Linked DNA regions of Mus musculus: region 1 is linked to region 2. A link is a contact called in public promoter capture Hi-C data. All regions are on one chromosome and are shown on one strand. Each heading gives the region's core, a stretch centred on a gene start, on an enhancer-like site or on the middle of the called end of the contact. The rest is flanking DNA. Distances are from core to core; before and after follow the strand shown. Region 1 holds the start of Kcnj9 (potassium inwardly-rectifying channel, subfamily J, member 9). Region 2 overlaps Slamf1 (signaling lymphocytic activation molecule family member 1).

Evidence for each region. Promoter capture Hi-C pulls out the DNA fragments that hold promoters and counts their contacts.
Region 1: a contact with region 2 is called in a promoter capture Hi-C map of hippocampal neurons, with 2.3 times the contacts expected there. The contact joins the promoter of Kcnj9 here to the enhancer-like site in region 2. A contact is called at or near these places in 8 of 39 promoter capture datasets (the 3T3-L1 cell line, the C10 cell line, the HPC-7 cell line and 4 more) and 1 of 115 datasets of contacts at active chromatin or transcription factors (stem cell-derived neural progenitor cells).

What each region holds. Positions count from the first base shown.
Region 1 is chr1:172,325,857-172,332,567 of GRCm38.p6, reverse strand. Kcnj9 (potassium inwardly-rectifying channel, subfamily J, member 9) reads left to right here and starts at 3,246. Exons shown (of 4, transcript NM_008429.3): 1 at 3,246-3,433; 2 at 4,470-4,570; 3 at 5,985-6,711. The coding sequence starts at 6,013.
Region 2 is chr1:171,785,719-171,791,988 of GRCm38.p6, reverse strand. It overlaps Slamf1 (signaling lymphocytic activation molecule family member 1), which reads right to left. Exons shown (of 7, transcript NM_013730.4): 4 at 3,954-4,049. Among named protein-coding and RNA genes, the nearest start is that of Slamf1, 22 kb to the right of the region's middle. Within about 2 kb of position 3,283, at least 50 of the 459 cell types and tissues checked have an H3K27ac peak or open chromatin away from gene starts, as enhancers often do. A contact at or near this core is called in hippocampal neurons, where this site is marked.

The DNA.
Region 1 (6,711 bases), core at 1,997-4,496, 540 kb before region 2:
AAACAAAGATGAAAGAAAGAAAAGGGAAGAAAGATTGAAGGAAAGAAGAATGGAAGGAAGGAAAGAAGGAAGGAAGGAGTGCAGGGGGAGGAGGGAAGAAAAGAGTGGAGGGGGAGGAGGGAGAAAAGAAAGAAAAGGAGACTATATGAAGCTATTTGCTCAAAGCCATGCATCTGCTATCAGAGAGTAAGATTTGAACTCAAGTCATTGCCTCTGAAGCTTGTATTACCCCACACACCTGTCATAGCTCGTGAGCACATTTCAGAAACTTCTAGTCTTCTATTGTGCTGTTTCTTCCTGTTCTTTCTAGTTATGTATTCTTGCAGTGTTAAGGCTTAGGGGATTGGATATAAAATATCTTGTGCATAACAATATTGGCAATAGTAATAACACCAGCTTGAATTTATTTTTTATAGCTTTAGTAATTTAATTTATGTATATAAGTTCATGGTAGCTGTTTTCAGACACACCAGAAGAGGACATCAGACCCCATTACAGATGGTTGTGAGCCACCATGTGGTTGCTGGGAATTGAACTCAGGACCTCTGGAAGAACAGCCAGTGCTCTTAACTGCTGAGCCATCTCTCCAGCCCCCTTGTACAGATATTTTATGTCTTGATTTCCTTTCTTCTTCCTTCCTTCTTTCCTTCCTCCCTTCCTCCCTTCCTCCCCCCTCTCTCCCTCTCTCCCTTCTTTCCTTCCTTTCCAAGACAACTTTCTCATGTGACCACAGCTGGCTTTGGACTTGATGTGTTCCTCAGCCCAGGCTGGTCTTGAAACTCTGGCTTTTGTTCCTCTTTTTATGTAGCAGCACTGCGTACATTCACACTCGCATACATAACATAGCAATGGCAATGGCTGCACAGTAACCTATTATACTGAATGCTACAGATACCACATCCCTGCGGTGATGCAGAGCTCTTGGAGCTGACAGTACCAAATGCTGGCAAGGATGCCGAGCAACAGGAACGCGAATGTGTTGCCAGTGAGACTGCAAAATGGTACAGTCGCTCTGGAAGAGTTTGGCAGTCACCTGAAAAACTAAACATACTCTTTCCATATGATATTGCAACCATACTCCTTGGTATTTACCGCACCCCCAAAAGCTGAAAACTTGTCTAAATAAAAACCCTGCACACAGATGTTTGTAGCAACTTTATTTGGAATCGGCAAAAACTGGAAATGAAATGACTTTCAGTGGCTCAATGGACAAATGAATTGTGGTACTTCCTGGCCGTGGACCATCATTCAGTACCAAAATGAGATGAGCTGTGGAGCTAAAAAAGACATGAAGCAACCTTAAATGCACAAGTGGAAGAAGCCAATCCAAGGAGCTGCATACTGTATAATTCCAACCCCATGGCATCCTGGAAAAGGCAGAACCACAGAAACAGGTTTTTAAAAAATCAGAGATTGCCAAAGGCTAAGGGGAGAGTGGATGGCTGGGGGTAGCAGAGAGGAAAGTATCGGCCACACCATCATAGCGGATACACATCCTCGTGGCCGTTCTGGGTTTACAGCAAGAGAAACCACACCGAGAGAAAGTCCTAATGTGAACTAGAAACCAGTGATCATGCTGTGCCAAGTTAGATTTGTAAGTCGTAAACAAGCTACTATTCTCACTGGAGATGTCTAGAGTAGAGGAAACTGTGTATGCCAGGCAGAAGGCATGTGGAAACTCTTAGTGCCTTCTCTCAGTTTATATGTGTTTGTGTGTATGTATACATCTTTGTGTGTATGTGTGTGCATGTACACGTGCGTACACACAGAAGTCTGAAGTCGATGTTTTCCTATATCACTCTCCACCTTAGTTTTTCAGACAGGGTCCCTCATGAAACCTGGAATTCACCAGTTTGTTGGGGCTAACTGGCCAGTGAGCTCTGGGCATCCTCATGTCTCTGCCTTCTCAGCTGGGATTCCACGTGTTTGCCACCACATCCTGCATTTACACGGGTGCTGAGAACCCAAGCTCAGGTCCTCATCAGTAGGGCAAGCACTTAACTGACTGGGCCATCTTCCCAGGCTCTTCTCTTGCTGTACAATTAAAAGTACTCTTTGAAAAAGTCTTTTAAATATGCATGCCTATATTTCCAGCACCGAGGAAGTGGAGCCAACCTGGGCTAGACAGTAAGACCTGGTCTTGGGGGTGGGGAACACCTAACAAAAACAAAAACAAAAACAAAAACAAAAACAAAAAACACCCAAAAACATTAAATGAAGAGCCAGGGCAGTGACAAGACACGTGACTCCCCAATCTCTGTCCAACTCTGGAATTCAATAGGCTACTTTTTCTGTTTTCCTCATCCATAAATAGAAAAAGGGATAACTGTCTCACAGGATTGTCACAGAAATTAAATGAGATTCTGCTGGATGGATTAGCAGTAGGAGCATGTAGCAGCAGACCTGTGCAACTCTGTGTCTTTCCACTGATGGCATCATAGGCTGCTGCTGGGCAAGGACCTGTTCATTTCATAATCGCCTCTACCTAGCCCAGTATGTGGTGTTTGAGCCCCCTAAGTCTGCTGGGTTGATGGTAAGAGCTAGCCTAGACTTCTCTCTCTCTCTGTTGGACATTTGAGGGTTTTCTCAACTTTTTGCTATGAGCAAAGTACATCTCAAACCTCTTTTATTTACATCACCTAATTTGATCTGCATCCCAGGTGAAGCCAGCAGAAGAGGGCTGTTTGCCCACGCCCACACTCTGAGACAGACAGAATCACTATGGCTCAGAGAAGTGAAGGGACCTCTTCGGGTCACAGGTATATCAGTGGTGGTGATGACGATGGCGGAGCCTCTGGCCCTGCTTCTCTAGCCCCTACCTCTGCAGACCTTTTTCTCTCTGTCTGCTGCCTTCTGCATCAGAGGTCTCTTAAAAAAATTGCAGCCTTGTCACGCTGGGCCTGGTCCTTCTGTCCGCTGTCTGGAGGGCAGCACCTTTGCCCAGTGGTCCCTGCTGGGGATTGTGAACTGCAAACTCCCAGATGGCCTCTGAAATCAAATATTTTATTTCCAATGCCTCTATTTTCCCAGAATGAGGAGCACACCAGTCCCCCCACACACACACTTGCTTTCGTCCCTATAAAGAGGTGAGGAGATGACTCTCCGTGTCCAGGAGGAAGGACTTTGGCTAAAAATAGCTGTGGCGTGTGGATTAGCCAGAGTGGTACCCAGGACTGGGAAAGGGAGGGGGACGCTGTGGAGCTGTAGCCAGACTGGTTGCCATAGAAACGAGAGAGGAGCAGGGGAACCTGGGAAGTGGGGATGACACAGATACCAAGTCCTAGTCTGAGCTGCCGTTACATTCAGGAGAAACAGCAGTGTCGGCGGCTCCCAATCTCAGAGGGAACCTAGGGTACTGGGGGAGATGGTGTCAGGGACATGGACGCCAACCCCCAAGGGTCCCTGCTGCTGGCTACTCTTCTCTCCAGGCTCTGTGAGTTGAGTTGTGGGACTTGGGGTTTGGGCCCCTATTTCTGAGCCAAGAGGGGTTTGGGTGGAGCTGCTCCCAGAGGGACTTCTCCCCGACAGACCCCTTTCCAAAAGATAAGCCCCCTGTACTGGCCAGCGCTCTCTAGAGGGAGGTGGAGTACTCCAAGATAATGTGGTGCTCGGATCTTACTGAAAGGGGTCACAGCATGCCCAAGAACTGTGGTCGGAAGAACTGGAGTTATTTGGAGGGAAGAGGAAGAAATGAAGACGTTGCTCTTCAGGTGGTGGACACCGCACACCTTTCCTGTCCCATGAAGAAGAGAGCTTTTCTCGAGATGGCAATGGCTAGGATGTCATCAGTAGGCTCCCTGGGCAGTCGTGTTCTGGGGATGATCAGACACTGGGAATCCTTCCCCATTCCTGGCCGTAGATGGAGGTCAGATCACCTTAGACCCTACGAAGACTGTCTAGAAGCCCACCTGAAGTTAATACTAGGATGAAAGAGACCTGGGGTCTCGAGGCACTGAAAACTTACAGATGAGGTGCAGAGGACATCCTGGGCTGCAGAGAGGGAAAAACAAGCCTGCTTGCTGTTGGGGGAGGGGAAGATCTTAATCTGCCATTGCCGAAGTGTTCCCAGGTCATGTCTCCTGACTTCCATGGAAAATAAGTGTGTGGGGTTACAAACCATCTTTTTGGGTTTTTTTCCTTGTGCCTTTCTTTAACATACACACACCCTCCAAAGGTCTGCTGGCTACAGAACACTTGGCTCCAAAGTTTAAAAATGGAATGTCGGGTTTGTGGGTATATATTCATGCAGTTTCTCCCTAGGATCTGGTCAAACATCCAAACCATCTGAGATCCTTATGTCACATTTCTGCCCCCACAGGGCCACCTGCTCTCCCCACTTCCCCAGCCTTCCTGCCCCACCCCTCACCCTGAATGGGAGGAGATGGCAAATCCCAGGAAAGAGAAAGGAAGGTTGATGAGTCTTAATCCTTATTCTACAGACTTCTGTTCATATGGTCCATATCTCCTAGGGGACCCTGAAAGCCTAGGAACCGACTCTGGCCATCCATCTCTCCGGGAAGATTATAACCCAGAGTGCTTCTCAGGGGGGAAGAATTTGAAGCAAAACCAGGTGGGTTTTGCTTGGAATCTGGGCTTTGTGTGGAATGTGGGCTTTGGGACATATGGCAGGAGTGGGTGGGGTTGCTGGTAGGGTAGTAAATGCAAATCAGGAAATTGGTAGGGGGGGTCGATGTGGGTGTTTGGTGTTTCGATTGGTCTGATTTCTTATCTCTTAGAAGAATACGAATCTGAGAGATACTAGACTAGCGTAACTCTGGATGGCTTGGCGCCTCCTTCATCCTTGCCGTGGGCAGTTGACCTCACTCGTCATCCTTGCCGTGGGCAGTTGACCTCACGCATGGCCCCCAATCTCCTATTGCCAACCCTTTTCAGCGTGTCTCCTGTGGGAAAGAGCCCTGGCAGGAAATGGGCTGGTATCAGAGCATCAGTGACCACGGTGAAGCAGTTAGAATTGCCAGTGGGAAGTTCCCAATGCTGAGGACATCCAACCTTTGCACACTGGAGGTTTTTGTGCACAGTCTGCATTGCTTTCTCCTTGGGAAGTCTGGGGTGGAGGGGAAATGTAGCAGGAGAAAGAGTGAGGCCAGGGAGAACACCGAGGGAACAGTCTTCAGGTGGGGCTTCTGGCAGGATGCTGAAGAGTGCTGGGGGAAGGGATAATTGCCAGGGAAAGGGCTGTGGAAGTCCTCATCGCAGGGAGGGCTTTGCATGGAGAAGGAACTGCCAAGAAGTCTACCTCTTCAGTACCCTAAATGTCTGATCCGGGGTGCCTGTGAGTTGCTACATACACCAGCTTGAGGTAGTGACGCTGAGATCTGTGACATCGAGATGGCTAATGCCTCTTATTGAACTTCGACACCCAGTTTGTGCTCTTTATCTGTGTAATCTGTACAACTCTCTCTCTCTCTCTCTCATAATTCTTTATTCTTTTTTTAAAAGATTTATTTACTTAATGTATATGATTACACTGCCGCTGTCTTCAGACACATCAGAAGAGGGCCTAAGATCCCATTACAGATTGTTGTAAGCCACCAGGTGGTTGCTGGGAATTGAACTCAGAACCTCTGGAAGTGCAGGCAGCGCTCTTAACCCCGCTGAGCCACCTCTCCAGCCATACAACTTTTTCTTAACCATTGTTTTATTTTATGTAATAGTTTGCCCTCATGTACGTCTGTGCATTACCCTCGGAGGCCAGCAGAGTGCGAGTTACAGCCGGTTGTGAGCCGACTTGAGGGTGCTGGGAATCGAAATAAGATCCGCTGGAAGAGCAACCAGTGAATCATTTGAGCCATCTCCCCAGCACCTGTCCCCCAACTTTCTGAGATTTATGGGATGTTAGGGATTATCGTTCCCAATCCACCAGTGGGGAAAAACTAAGGCTAAAGAGACAGGAAGGGAGATTGTCTCACAGCATTGGCCCTGAGTTCGGGGCAGATCCATCAACTCGGCACACCTTTATTAAGACCCCGCAGGATCCCCGCTGCGGCCGCCATGGCGCAGGAGAACGCCGCTTTCTCTCCCGGGTCGGAGGAGCCGCCACGCCGCCGCGGTCGCCAGCGCTACGTGGAGAAGGACGGTCGCTGTAACGTGCAGCAGGGCAACGTCCGCGAGACCTACCGCTACCTGACCGACCTGTTCACCACGCTGGTGGACCTGCAGTGGCGCCTCAGCCTGCTCTTCTTCGTGCTCGCCTACGCGCTCACTTGGCTCTTCTTCGGCGCCATCTGGTGGCTCATCGCCTACGGCCGCGGCGACCTGGAACACCTGGAGGACACCGCGTGGACCCCGTGCGTCAACAACCTCAACGGCTTCGTGGCCGCCTTCCTCTTCTCCATCGAGACGGAGACCACCATCGGCTATGGGCACCGGGTCATCACCGACCAGTGTCCCGAGGGCATCGTGCTGCTGCTGCTGCAGGCTATCCTGGGCTCCATGGTGAACGCTTTCATGGTGGGCTGCATGTTCGTCAAGATCTCGCAGCCCAACAAGCGCGCCGCCACTCTCGTCTTCTCCTCGCACGCCGTGGTGTCTCTGCGCGACGGGCGCCTCTGTCTCATGTTTCGCGTGGGCGACCTGCGATCCTCGCACATCGTCGAGGCCTCCATCCGCGCCAAGCTCATCCGCTCCCGTCAGACGCTCGAGGGCGAGTTCATCCCTTTGCACCAGACCGACCTCAGCGTGGGCTTTGAC
Region 2 (6,270 bases), core at 2,034-4,533:
CTGCCCCTCTCTCTTCCTCCTCCATCCTCTTCTTCCTTCTTCTACTTCTCCCCTACCTCACTCCTTACCCTCATTCTACAGCCCAAGCTGTCTTCAAACTCAAAATCCTCCTTGCCTCAGCCTCGCAAGTGCCAGGATTGGAGCAGATACTGTGACTTCCAGCTTTGGGCGCCATTTCTTTGTTGTGATATTCCCTTGCTTTAATCTTTAGTTCTGTGTGTTATTTGTTCTCCTAAGAGGGTTCTAGGTTTCCTGAGGTCACAGCTTAGTATTTATAGCATGGCTTTTATTCTCCAGCTGTCTTCACTCACAGCTCTATCTATTTCTGGAGAGCTTGCTGTGTGTGTGTGGGATGGTGACATAGGGAGATGATCCACTTGGAAGTGTCCAGAAAACAACTCAGCATTGCCACTCTTACACTCATAGAAAACTAGCTCAAGGCCTGAGGTCTCTGTACGTTAATGAGTTGTTAAACATTTTAGTTCTTAGCCAACACTTCAATTTTTCATTTTAAGTTACAAAGAAACTCCTCACCATAAAGATTCAAGTAGGATAGAAACATATAAGTTTATAACTTATAACTCCTTCTCCCTCATTAACCAACCCCATTTCATTCCCAGAAGTAATCAATTAAAAGGCTTCCTGTATGTCCATCTTTGGGCAATATAGTGTTTTCTGTGACAACACCGATAGTCCCTCTGCGTAGGCTAATAGTCACAAGTGGCAGGCGAGTACTTGAACTGTGTGAACAGTGAAACTGAGATACTATTACTTAATAGTAATTTGTTTAAATACTGGGTGGTACAGTTTTAGTATTGGTTATATTTTATAGGTTTTTCTCTTTTTTGGCTTTTCATGCTGTGTATAGTTTTTCTAACAGTGAACTGCTCCTCTTGCATGCAGCATGCACTAGCGAGCATGTGGGAAGGCCTGACCTGTGGAGGACTAGCAGGGAACTGTTGCAAAATCTAGGCCGAATATGGAAGCTCAGCCCAGAAGAAGCCATCGTTTTTAGAGTAAAGTTACTAAAGTCGATTAATTTATCCTCTTCAAAAGCTGGGAGCCTATCGCTGAGAGAATAGCTCCAAGAAGTACACTCCAAGAAGGCTGGAAGAGAAATGCCTAGTCTTGTGCTGTGAGTGTGGTGGAAGAACTGATCTCGGGTGTGGTTCTTGGTGAGGAAACAATGGGCAGTCACTGGGGAAGTTCAAGGAATTCTAGCGAAGTCAGTGGGTGATTTTCCTCTGTGGATATAGCATGCTCAATGGTTCTAATCTCAATGAGTGAATGAGTGAATAGTGTGTGTGTGTGTGTGTGTGTGTGTGTGTGTGTGTGTATGAGAGAGAGAGAGATACAGAGAGAGAGAGATACAGAGAGATATAGAAAGAAACAGAAAGACAGACAGACAGACACATACAGAAAGATACAGAAAGAGACAGACAGGGACAGATAGGATAGAAAGACAGAGCCACATAGAGACAGACACAGAGAAAGAGAGAGAGAGAGAGAGAGAGAGAGAGAGAGAGAGAGAGAGAGAGAGTCAGAGTTAGCAGACACACAGTGAATGGAACAGTAAGAATGGGAGGATAGGGATCATAGGTTCTCAGAAGGGTTGGGGCTAGGAGGAGGGTAAAAAGTATTTCTATAAGATATACTTTCATTTTAAATCCACTAGAGTTTACAAAGTTAGACCTACTTGTCCAGTCCCCTTTAGGTACAGTCAGGGGTACAAATTGAAACTGTACTCAAGTTTTTAGTGACTTTCAACCTTGCAGGCTCTCTCCTCGAAATATAGAATTGGTAGGACAATCCCAAATGATCAAAAAGACCACTGAATCGAGATAATTTAGATTTTCTTTCTGTCTCTTCCATCCCACCCTTTCTTCCATCCTCCTCGTTTTCAGTTCTGAAACAGAATTCCAGGAGCCAGCTCAACTTGGCTCCAAGTCAGCTAAGTCTTAGGATGTTACGGAAAAGACCTGAGCCCTAGTCCTTAGCCTTAAAGGTAGCACTAGCATTGTTATACTGTAGTTGTAAAACGAGAGACTTTATATTTCTTTTTAATTTTTATTTTTTGAGACAGGGTTTCTCTGTGTAGCCTCACCTGTTCTGGAACGCACTCTGTAGATCAGGCTGGCTTCAAACTCAAGAGATCTGCCTACCTCTGCCTTCTGAGTGATGGGATTAAAAGTGTGTCTAAGAAGTTGTCTTATGTGACTGTAGCTTCAAGTACTTTAGACCCGCTGTTAGTACTGTTTCTAGAATCTTCCAGCATAGTTCTCTGCTAGCCTTAAGACTTAAACATTTACCTGCTCACATCAAGAGATGTGCCTGTTTATAGATGTATGCGTATACATATGCATCATGCAGGAAAACCACTATGGTGCTGCTGTGTATTGGTTTGTGCCAGTCACCACAGCAATACCACAAAGAGGATAATATCCTTGCTTTGCAGATGGTGAGAAGTTTGCTTGGTTACCCTGCTCATTGGTGGCAAAGTGCATTTGAATGCTGTCTCAGGCCAAAGCCCCACGTTTTCATTGGCTTATTTGGGGATGGGGTCTCACTATGTAGCTCAGGGCTGATCTAGAACCCATGGGTTGGAGTGATCATCCTGCCTCAGACTTGCAAGCAGTTGTTACTATGGATTTGTCTCACTGCACTCTACCCAATGCCCACACTCTTAACTCATAAATTCCCCTGGAGATGGGAACCAACCTAAAACTCTTCAGAGTCAGGAGGCATTTTGGAGCAGATACCACTAGACATTGCCAACAGAATCCCTTGAGCAATATTTTGTGGAGGGCGTAGCAACTGAATGTAGATTTTGGCACAGGTTTGCAAGGCATAATGATGCCTGAAAAAGGTGGATATGTGTTTTGATGGTGGGTGGAAGTGGGCTTTAGAGTGTGGGGGGAAGGGAAGTACTGCTCCCTTAGAGTTCAGCCATGTGCTGAGCAGAACACCGTGTGGAATGTGTTGGAAAACAGTATAGCTTCGCTAGCTGGCCTAGAGGGGAAACTCCATCTGCTTTCTTAGCCTTAACATTATCTCACTGTTTTCTACTAAGGCTAAGTAGACCCACTCCCAAACCCTTACCTCTCAACAGAATTTTTATCTGAATAACACACCCCGCCCCCACCGCCTCAGCGAACTTTTCGCTGGAGGAAATGAGATAGAGGTAAGTGGCTATGCTGCAATCGACATCTTATATAAGCAAAACCAACATCAAGGTGCTGAGGTAAGGGCTTTTCTAAGAAGACTGTATGTGGATGACATTTACGGGCTTCAGAATGACATGAGCCATCTGCTCGGCAACGAGAAGGGAAGAGCATCATGTTCTGCCTTCTATTGAAGGAAGGCCAACCAGGGCCTCTGAGTCAGGATGCTCTGATCAAGATGGGTGGTAGTCAGTAAGGCTGAGGGGGCATATGGCCTTGAGATAGTGAATCACAGGATAACTGGGAAGAAATACAAAGTGCTTAAACTTAGAATCACAGTCTTGCTGCTTTTAGCCTACCCGGGGACACGTTTCATGGCTGGATCTAAGAGTCCTCTGAATCCTGTTCCCTGGTAAATCTCAGTGTGCTGTACCTCCTGTTTTGATTCCTTTAGCCTTCTGCACAAGTCAAACTTCAGTGCTGAGTTTAAATTATCTGCACAATGTCTTCTACATTAGACACTTGTGGCTCTTTCCTCTACCGACTCCTTTAAGCTGGTACAGGATCTCAAGAGACTAGAATTGCACTGAACTGGACAAGATCTCAAGAGGATCTTATTCTTTTTCACAGGGCTCCCAGCCAGAAAGCTAAAGTAGTAAGATTGAGCCTGTGAATAGAGTGACAGCATACAAGATCTTATTGTCTGTATACAAGAGTCTGTGCTTGCATAAAATCTATTCCACCTACCACTGTTGAGCCCAGTAAGAAGACCCTTCTTACAAGACAGCCTACCTTGTCTTTTCATCATTATTATTGCCGTGAAAACCAGGATGAAGATTATAACGACCCCCAGTGGTACAAGAGTATATTGCATCCATGGACTCGATTCTGAAAAACAAAGAAACAAACAAAAAAACCAGTTAAAGGTCAATAGCAAATGCACTGTGGGTTTAAAAATACTCCACCCAGAAGTGAAGGGAGTGAGCCTCACCCCACCCGGAAAAGAGGGGAGCCTCTGTTTCAGTATCTGTCTCCCTGGGGAGATGCTTGTTTGCATGGCTTTAGAGATGGCTTTAAAGCATTAAGATTTCCATGTCTACCTCCTTACCATCATTTTACTTATTAGCCCTGTCTCTCCCATTTCTAATTTCACAAAGATGTTTTTAAATAAAATGCTTTCTTTTTCCTTGTCTAAAAATAGCATATTGGTGTCTCTCCTAAGCCAATCTCTTGTCCTGCTCCTCCATTTTAAAATCTCTAATGTATTATGTGCCCATTTTTGGTAAAAGGGATATGATGGTCCCGTGCACTTGTCCCTATGCCCCAAACTACTCCCATGAGACAACTGGGGCGGAGGGAGGGGGAGGAAATATGCTTTTCTTCTTAAAAAAAAATCAATACAATAGTGCTATTATTGCCTCTCAATGCAAATAACTATGTTGAACCTACCAGACCCAAACCAAAAGAAACACATGTAATGTTTCCTGGCAATTGTTACCCTATTCTAAATTAGCAAAGCTAACTGAGGTTTGAAATCACATAGCCAAATTTTGTAGCTTTCTCTCTACTTCAGCCACTGTGCTTAATCCTTTTGAACCAAGTATACCACTTTGTAAAACCAGCCTTTGTCTCAACAAGATATATGGCTCACTAACATAAAATTGGGCACCTGTAAGTACTTACAGTCACATGATTTTGATAGCAAATCTTGTAATGTATTTAATCAGAACAATTGTAAGGGGTGAATACTTGAATTATTTCCATTTTATAAGCAAGGAAACATCATGAAGAAAGTCAAGAGCTAGAGCTGGCAATAGGAGAGGAAACATGACCAAATATTCAAGACAGGCTTCCTGGGAGTTAGAGAGACTCCTAGATTCAGAACAGGCAGTGAGCCCACTCAAAGTACCAGCTTTCTAAGTAATGGCACTAATCTCCAGTGGTACTAGCGAGACAAATGCCGTGTCAGGCATTAACACTAATATGTAGGGGCACTGTATAGAATTGATTGTGAAGGAAATGGGGGTTTAAAAACGCCCTTCACAGAAGTCTAAATATATATAAATATAAACTTCCTGGTTGTTGAATCTTTGAGGGACCCATTCAGAAATTGAAAGGAAGAACTAAGTGTATTACAAGCATGATTTGGATATTTGGAGAACTGATGAAAATATAGACAGAAATCTGGTAAAAGCTCCAGCCCAAAAGCTACTAGAAGCGTTCTTCTGGGCTTGAAAGAGTTCTTTTCTTCCTAGGCTCTGCATATAGCTAGTCACAAGGCATCTCAATGCAGTGACAGTTCTCTTCCTCAAGTAAACCATGTTTTAACCCTTCCAAACACCAACGGCAACAGTCTTGCTCAAGAAAAGGAGAAAAGCTAGGTCTGGCAGCTTATGCCTCCAGTCCCGCCACTCAGAAGGCTCGAATAGGAGGGCTGAAAGTTCAAGGGCTGTGGCGCAAGACCCATCCCACCCCCGCCTTGAAAACAAATAAATGAATGAATGAACAACCAAGGATAAGCAGAGAGTTGGCTTCATATAACACATAAAATGAGGAAGGCAGTGTGTGATCTGCATGACACTCTGAAGAGTGTATGGTGGCTAAGAACTCTTTGTGTATGTACATGCATGAAAGTCTGACCATGAGTCTAATTGGGTCAGATTCATTGCTGTCAGTACCAGGGATGCTCAGAGAAAGCTTCCCAGTACAAGGTAAGAAGCAGAGACCACAGCCTGAGCTTCATGCACAAAGCGTAGGTGTTGGTCCAGCAAATCACTTCCTATTTTGAGTTCCTCTTTCTTCTAATATATGTATCTTGAGGAAGTCTATAACAAACACTAATTTAAGAACAAACACCTCAAACACTTATATCATTCCCAACAATAATATTTCTTCTGAATTTCATATGAGATTTACAGAAAAAAAAAAGACCAAAAACCAAGGTGATGCCTCTAAAACTGGAAAATAACAGACAACTGGCTTTCATGGAGACTTGCCTGCCAAATCCACCTTTCTTGCCTCCTCAGGTCTCCTGCTGGCAGCCATACTAATCACCTATTCATAGACAACAGCACAGGCTGAGGCTCCAGTGTGGGAACTTAAGGCTCAT